Linked DNA regions of Mus musculus: region 2 is linked to region 1. Evidence: chromatin contacts called from public HiChIP or PLAC-seq data. All regions are on one chromosome and are shown on one strand. Each heading gives the region's core, a stretch centred on a gene start, on an enhancer-like site or on the middle of the called end of the contact. The rest is flanking DNA. Distances are from core to core; before and after follow the strand shown. Region 1 has its middle 18 kb from the start of Arf6. Region 2 has its middle 2.9 kb from the start of Gm40434.

Region 1 (2,826 bases), core at 214-2,713:
GCTTTGTCTTCTTCCTTCCTTCCTTCCTTCCTTCCTTCCTTCCTTCCTTCCTTCCTTCCGATTTATTTATTTATTATATATAAGTGTACTGTTGCTGTCTTCAGACACACCAGAAGAGGGCATCAGATCTCATTACAGATGGTTGTGAGCCACCATGTGGTTGCTGGGGATTGAACTCAGGACCTCTGGAAGAGCAGTCAATGCTCTTAACCGCTGAGCCAGCTCTCTAGCCCCGGAACTATATTTTCTTAAGTGTTTTGTTTGTTTGTTTTGAGACAGGGTCTATCTACTAGCCTCACTGTGTAGCCCTGGCTAGCCTGGAGCTCACCATGTAGACCAGGCTGGCTTTGAACTCAGAGGAACCCACCTGCCTTTGCCTCCCGAGGGCTGGGATAAAAGCCATTCATTATCAAACCCATTATGTTTTTCTTTATTATTGCTTGGACTTCTCTAAGTACCTGAAATTACCAGCAGTTCTTGATTGGGGGCTCAGTTCTGGACCATAGCAGCATCTAACTCCAAAAGACTTTGGGCAACAGTTGAAAGGGTTGTTACTGTATTGACTTTGAAAAAAAAGAAAACTCTGAAATTGAAATGTAACGGTGTCCTGTTATCTTAGGACTTACTACAGGAAATAAAGTCAGCCAACCATGTAAAGTATCTAGACCAAGGCTGGTGCCTGTAAGTACTCAATAAATGTTAATCTTTGTTCTGGAACTCTCTCATTTGACAAATGAGGGGAAACTCGGGTTAAAGAATTTGCATGATCATTCCACACATAAAAACTAGTTATTCTAGACTGGAAAACGCTGCAGCCAGTTTAGGGATAAGTTTGGCACTTCTTTGGAATGCTATCACAGAGTTCCCATATGATCTGGTAATTAAGTCCGCCCACTGGCTGGCATGGGACTTAGCAGCAGTGGAGCTATTGGGAGGTGGGAATCGCTAGCATTCAGTGGATGCTTATTTAGGATGAGATGGTTATCTGCCCAAATCAGGACAGAAGGTAGCACTGTGTGCTCCGCTCTGATAAGTTGCTCTTCTGTTTTTAGAGGGAAAGTACTCGGTAAATTTATTAAAGCTGTAGAACTGCCCATTTTCTAGTTTTAGCAAAGGAGAATAAAATGCCTATAACAATGTAAACATATTGCAGTTTAGGAACTGACATCTTTTGGAAGTTTTTTTTTGGGGGGGAGGGGTTTTACGTTTTTCTGTGTTGTTTTGTTTTGTTTTTAATTTTATTGTTTTGTTTTTGTTTTGCTAAGTATCCGGCTTGCCTGCTACTATGTAGCCTAGGCTGGCCTTGGATTCTTGGCAATTTTCCTGGATTAGTCAGCTTCCCACACGCTGAGACTACAGGTGGGTGGTGCCACAACCACCTAGAAACTTTGTTTAATAGCAGCTGTGTAACTGTGGGCTGTGTAACTGTGGGCTGGTCTCCATAGAACAGGTAGCAGAGGATAGCTGCTAGGAGGAGCCCAGCCCTTTTAGGTGGAGGACAGTGTTAAGGAGCATTGGAAAGTGAGGGTGGGGCTTAGGCTGGTTGTAATACCTGGGCAGTGCAGAAGGGCTTGGGATAGGGAAATGAGATGTGAAGGAGCGTGTGAGAACTCTAGCTGGCGATCTGGGTTATAAGTAAATGCACAGGGAGGCGAGAAGACCATGAGCAGCTGTGACTGTGCACCTGTGAAATGCCACTCAATGTGGCATAGCTAATTCCAACAGCAACCAGCTTGACCTACAATAGAATAAATTCGTTCACAGTTGAGATGGCAGTCTGATGTCCAGTGGAACATTCTGGTATGTGTAGATGATGCTAGAAGACAGTGTGTCTGGGGGTTGAATTTTGGAGGAAAATGTGAATTTCTAGGCAATATTACACCTTTCATTTTACCTTCCCCGGGCAATCTTATTTCCTTACAACACTAAAGCTGTCTTTGGTGATGGTGTAGGTCGCCATATTTATTTCTAAGCTCTATACTTTATATTCTGGTACTCAACAGCCATCCACTTTTTGGATATCTCAGTGGACTTTTTTTTTTTTCTTGAGAAGGAAGTCTGGCTTGTAGCCTAGAAAGGCCTTGAATTTTCAGTTCTTGTGCCTTGGCTTGGGGTTCCAGGTTCTACTCAGTGGATGCGTCTAAGCAGTGTATCTAAGAGATAGTTCTTATCCTTTTCTTTGCCTTATTCTACTCAGTCCTGGGGGCAGGGGGGAGACAAGGTTTTTCTTTATAGCCCTAGAACTTGCAGCAATCCTACTGCCTCAGCCTTCTTATACCAACACACCCCATTTTATTTCATAGCTTCATCTTGTTTAGTGACAGCGACATCCAAGCTGATAGGGTAGATCCTGTGATTTGCCCACAGTCTCTTCTTGACTCCTAAATCCTTGTGTTCATCAATCTGATAGAGTTTGGTACATTCAGCGCCACTCTGTTGTTTAGGCTTCTACCACTGCTCATCTGAGTTTTTTTGGTTTCTGTAATTATTTTACTTATTACTGAAACAAGAAAAAAAATTCAGCATTGGGTTCTTCATGTTGGCTTCATAAGACTGAAGAGTTGATCATTAACATAGCTACTACACTCTACAGCCAAAGTTAATGTGGGGCAATGGGCTATGCACAGACAGTCTGGTCTCCAGTGAAGCTGAGGTGTGGAACCTGGGTAAGACCTGGTGGTGATAATTCACCTACATGGGTGGAAGGCGTTCCCTCGTGTTTCCTGGACACCTGGCTCCTGTCGAAGTTACTGCTCCCACAGCCCCCACAGAAGCATGTGGCTAGTAGTCACATAGACAATGTCTCAAGCTTCTGACCTTCAGGCT
Region 2 (2,826 bases), core at 95-2,594, 69 kb after region 1:
AGTAGCTATCATTTATTAGTTTGTTCATCCCATCCATGCAGTGATGCTCAGACACCCTGGATCAAATGTACAAGGTACCCGTATTGCCCACGGTCAAAGTCAGCCACTTTAAAGGAAAACCATACTATTCACTCTCCACAAGGACCATTCAGTAATTCTTGCAAGATTCCCTGTCCCAGAAATCCCAGGTTTCTACATGTTAACTCAGCCCTAGAGCAGATAATATCGTCATGACGGGAAGACTGGTGGGTCAAGCAAGGCCTTGTCCAAGACCTCTGTTACTAGGTAGATCACTGTATATCTTTGCCTCACAGAGGCAAGTGTCGTCTGCATTTCAAGGCTGTTGGTGGGAGGAGCAGGACCCAAAGTCTTACCCTCACATTCTGTGAGGAATGGCCCCACCACCCACAGAACCTGTTGTGCTTCCCCACTGGTCCAGGGCACTTTCCCTTCATCTCTCAGACCACCCCAGTCTCCTTTTCCTAGGGTCCCTCAATGCTTTGTGGTTTCTGAAGTAGACCATGAGGTATCCTACTCCTTTCCCCCGGTCTCAGTGATGCTCAAAAACGGAGCCTGAGGTTACAATTCAGAATTATCTGGGGGGAGCTTCTACAGTGCTGGTCATCCAGGAACTGGGATCCCTGCTCCAGACCCAGGCTGTACACTCCCAGGGGAGAGAAAGCTCAGTGGTGAGTCTCCCAGTAGCAAGGATGAGCACCTGGTGACAGATGGGGGATCTCCTAGGAGGGAAATGATAGTAAGAGCAGAAGAGCACGTGAAGAGACAGCTGTGGGTAACAGGAGAGGGTAAAGCGTGGGAGCTTTTGCAGGCGAGACAGGAAGCCTCGGGCTGATCTGGAACACCCCATCTGGGGTCTTTTGAGGGTTGCTGCAAGCCCTCCAACACTGCGTTTTCTATTCTCTTTCTCCCTCAGAAACATATTTCAGTTATTTAGAAAAGGATTTTTTTTGAAACTTGAACTCCAAATGCCAGAATGAGCAACTGGGTATAAAGTAGGTCACGAGGAAGTGGCAAGCATCGCACAGACGATTGTACGTGCTGAGTCAGACTCCTCTGCACCATGTTATGAAATACACAGGAAGGGAAAGTAAACAGACGATAGGGATGGAAGGAATCCTGCAATAATATTTCCATCCCACAAATTCTGGCTTAACACACACGTAGGGAGCTGGAGGATGCTCGGGTGTTACTCCCAAGAGCTGAAGAACTGGAATAAAGCAGATGATAAATGTCCCAGAAGAGGCAGGCAGCAGTGAGGATCACTGGGAGCCCTTCCCCTAGAGCATCCTCTGACTGAGTCTTAGCTGCTCTGCTCCACCAAGCAGGCAGGAACGGAAGGCGGCAAAGCAAGGAGAGCCTAAAATAAACTCACAAAGAGTTTAAAGGTCTGCCTCATCAGTTCCTCTCATGCAAACAAAGCCTACCTCTTCAGGTTTTATTAACTCTGTGTGTGTGTGTGTGTGTGTGTGTGTGTGTGTGTGTGTGTGTGTACGTACATGTGTGTGCGTGTGTGCGCGTGCATGAGCGTGCAGGCGCATGTGCATATTTCTGTGGGTTGTGTGTTTGAGAATGCCAGAGGTCAATCTTTGTTCTGAGGAACAATATCACTGAACCATTATTTTGTTGCTGTTCTTACACAGGATCTGAGGCTCTGGCTGGCCTAGAACTTGGTATGTAGGCCAAACTGGCTTCAAACCCACACAGATATCTGCTTGCCTCCTGAGAGCTGGGAATAAAGTTGTGTACCACCATGCCTGGCAATTTTAATCATTCTTAAGTGTGCAAATCATTGGCATTAAACACATCTTTGGTGTTGTGTGACTATTAAGATTTCTTGAACATAAAAAAAAATCTACGCAGAAACTGTACCAACAAGCAATAATTTATTTTTTCTCACCCCTAATCCCTTGGGAACATTGTTTTATACCCCTCTGAACTTGATCACTCTGGGCGTGTGTGTGTGTATGTGTGTGTCTGTGTGTGTACGCACATACCACACACACTGGAGTGACAGCTCAGGGCTTACAAGTGCTTGCTGCGTAGGCCTGAGGACAGAGTACAGGTCCCAGCACTTACATGAGAGCTGGGTTGTGCAGTCACGACTCCGGTATAAGGAGGACTGAGGCAAAAGGATCACTGGAACTTGTGGGTTACCAGGTAGAAAAAAATGGGAGCCCAAGTTCAATGACAATAACCTGCCTCACGGGAATGGGGTAGAGAGTGATAAAGCAGGACACCTAATGCTCATACATGTGTGCCATACACACATACACCACACACACATATATGATATACACATATACAACACACACAATACACACAAACACACACATACACCACACACACATATATGATATACACATATACAACATACACAGTACACACAAACACACACATATACCACACACATATATGATATACACATATACAACACACACAATACACACAAACACACACATATATGATATACACATATACAACATACACAATACACACAAACACACACATACACCACACACATATCATATACACATATACAACATACACAATACACACAAACACACACATATACAACATACACAACACACAGAAACACACACATACATCACACACAAACACCACATACATATACAACATACACAACACACAGAAACAAACACATACACCGCACACAAACACATACATACACCACAATACATGCATCACACACATGTACAACATTCACAACACATACAAAAAGGCACATACACCCCCACTCACAACTATACACCACACACATACACATATACCACACTTAAACATATG

Evidence for each region. HiChIP or PLAC-seq counts read pairs in DNA pulled down with a chosen protein or histone mark.
Region 2: a contact with region 1 is called in an H3K27ac HiChIP or PLAC-seq map of embryonic fibroblasts, with 37 read pairs. The contact joins two enhancer-like sites. A contact is called at or near these places in 1 of 39 promoter capture datasets (stem cell-derived epiblast-like cells), 1 of 15 datasets of contacts at CTCF or cohesin (CD8 T cells), 34 of 484 Hi-C or Micro-C datasets (8-cell embryo, the AML12 cell line, B cells and 27 more), 13 of 115 datasets of contacts at active chromatin or transcription factors (CD8 T cells, the HPC-7 cell line, T-cell acute lymphoblastic leukemia and 10 more) and 1 of 9 other capture datasets (embryonic stem cells).

Annotation. Positions count from the first base shown.
Region 1 is chr12:69,388,813-69,391,638 of GRCm38.p6, forward strand. No RefSeq gene overlaps it. Among named protein-coding and RNA genes, the nearest start is that of Arf6, 18 kb to the left of the region's middle. Within about 2 kb of position 1,464, at least 40 of the 459 cell types and tissues checked have an H3K27ac peak or open chromatin away from gene starts, as enhancers often do. A contact at or near this core is called in the G1E-ER4 cell line, the HPC-7 cell line, embryonic fibroblasts and 1 more, where this site is marked.
Region 2 is chr12:69,457,452-69,460,277 of GRCm38.p6, forward strand. No RefSeq gene overlaps it. Among named protein-coding and RNA genes, the nearest start is that of Gm40434, 2.9 kb to the right of the region's middle. Within about 2 kb of position 1,345, at least 198 of the 459 cell types and tissues checked have an H3K27ac peak or open chromatin away from gene starts, as enhancers often do. A contact at or near this core is called in the G1E-ER4 cell line, the HPC-7 cell line, embryonic fibroblasts and 1 more, where this site is marked.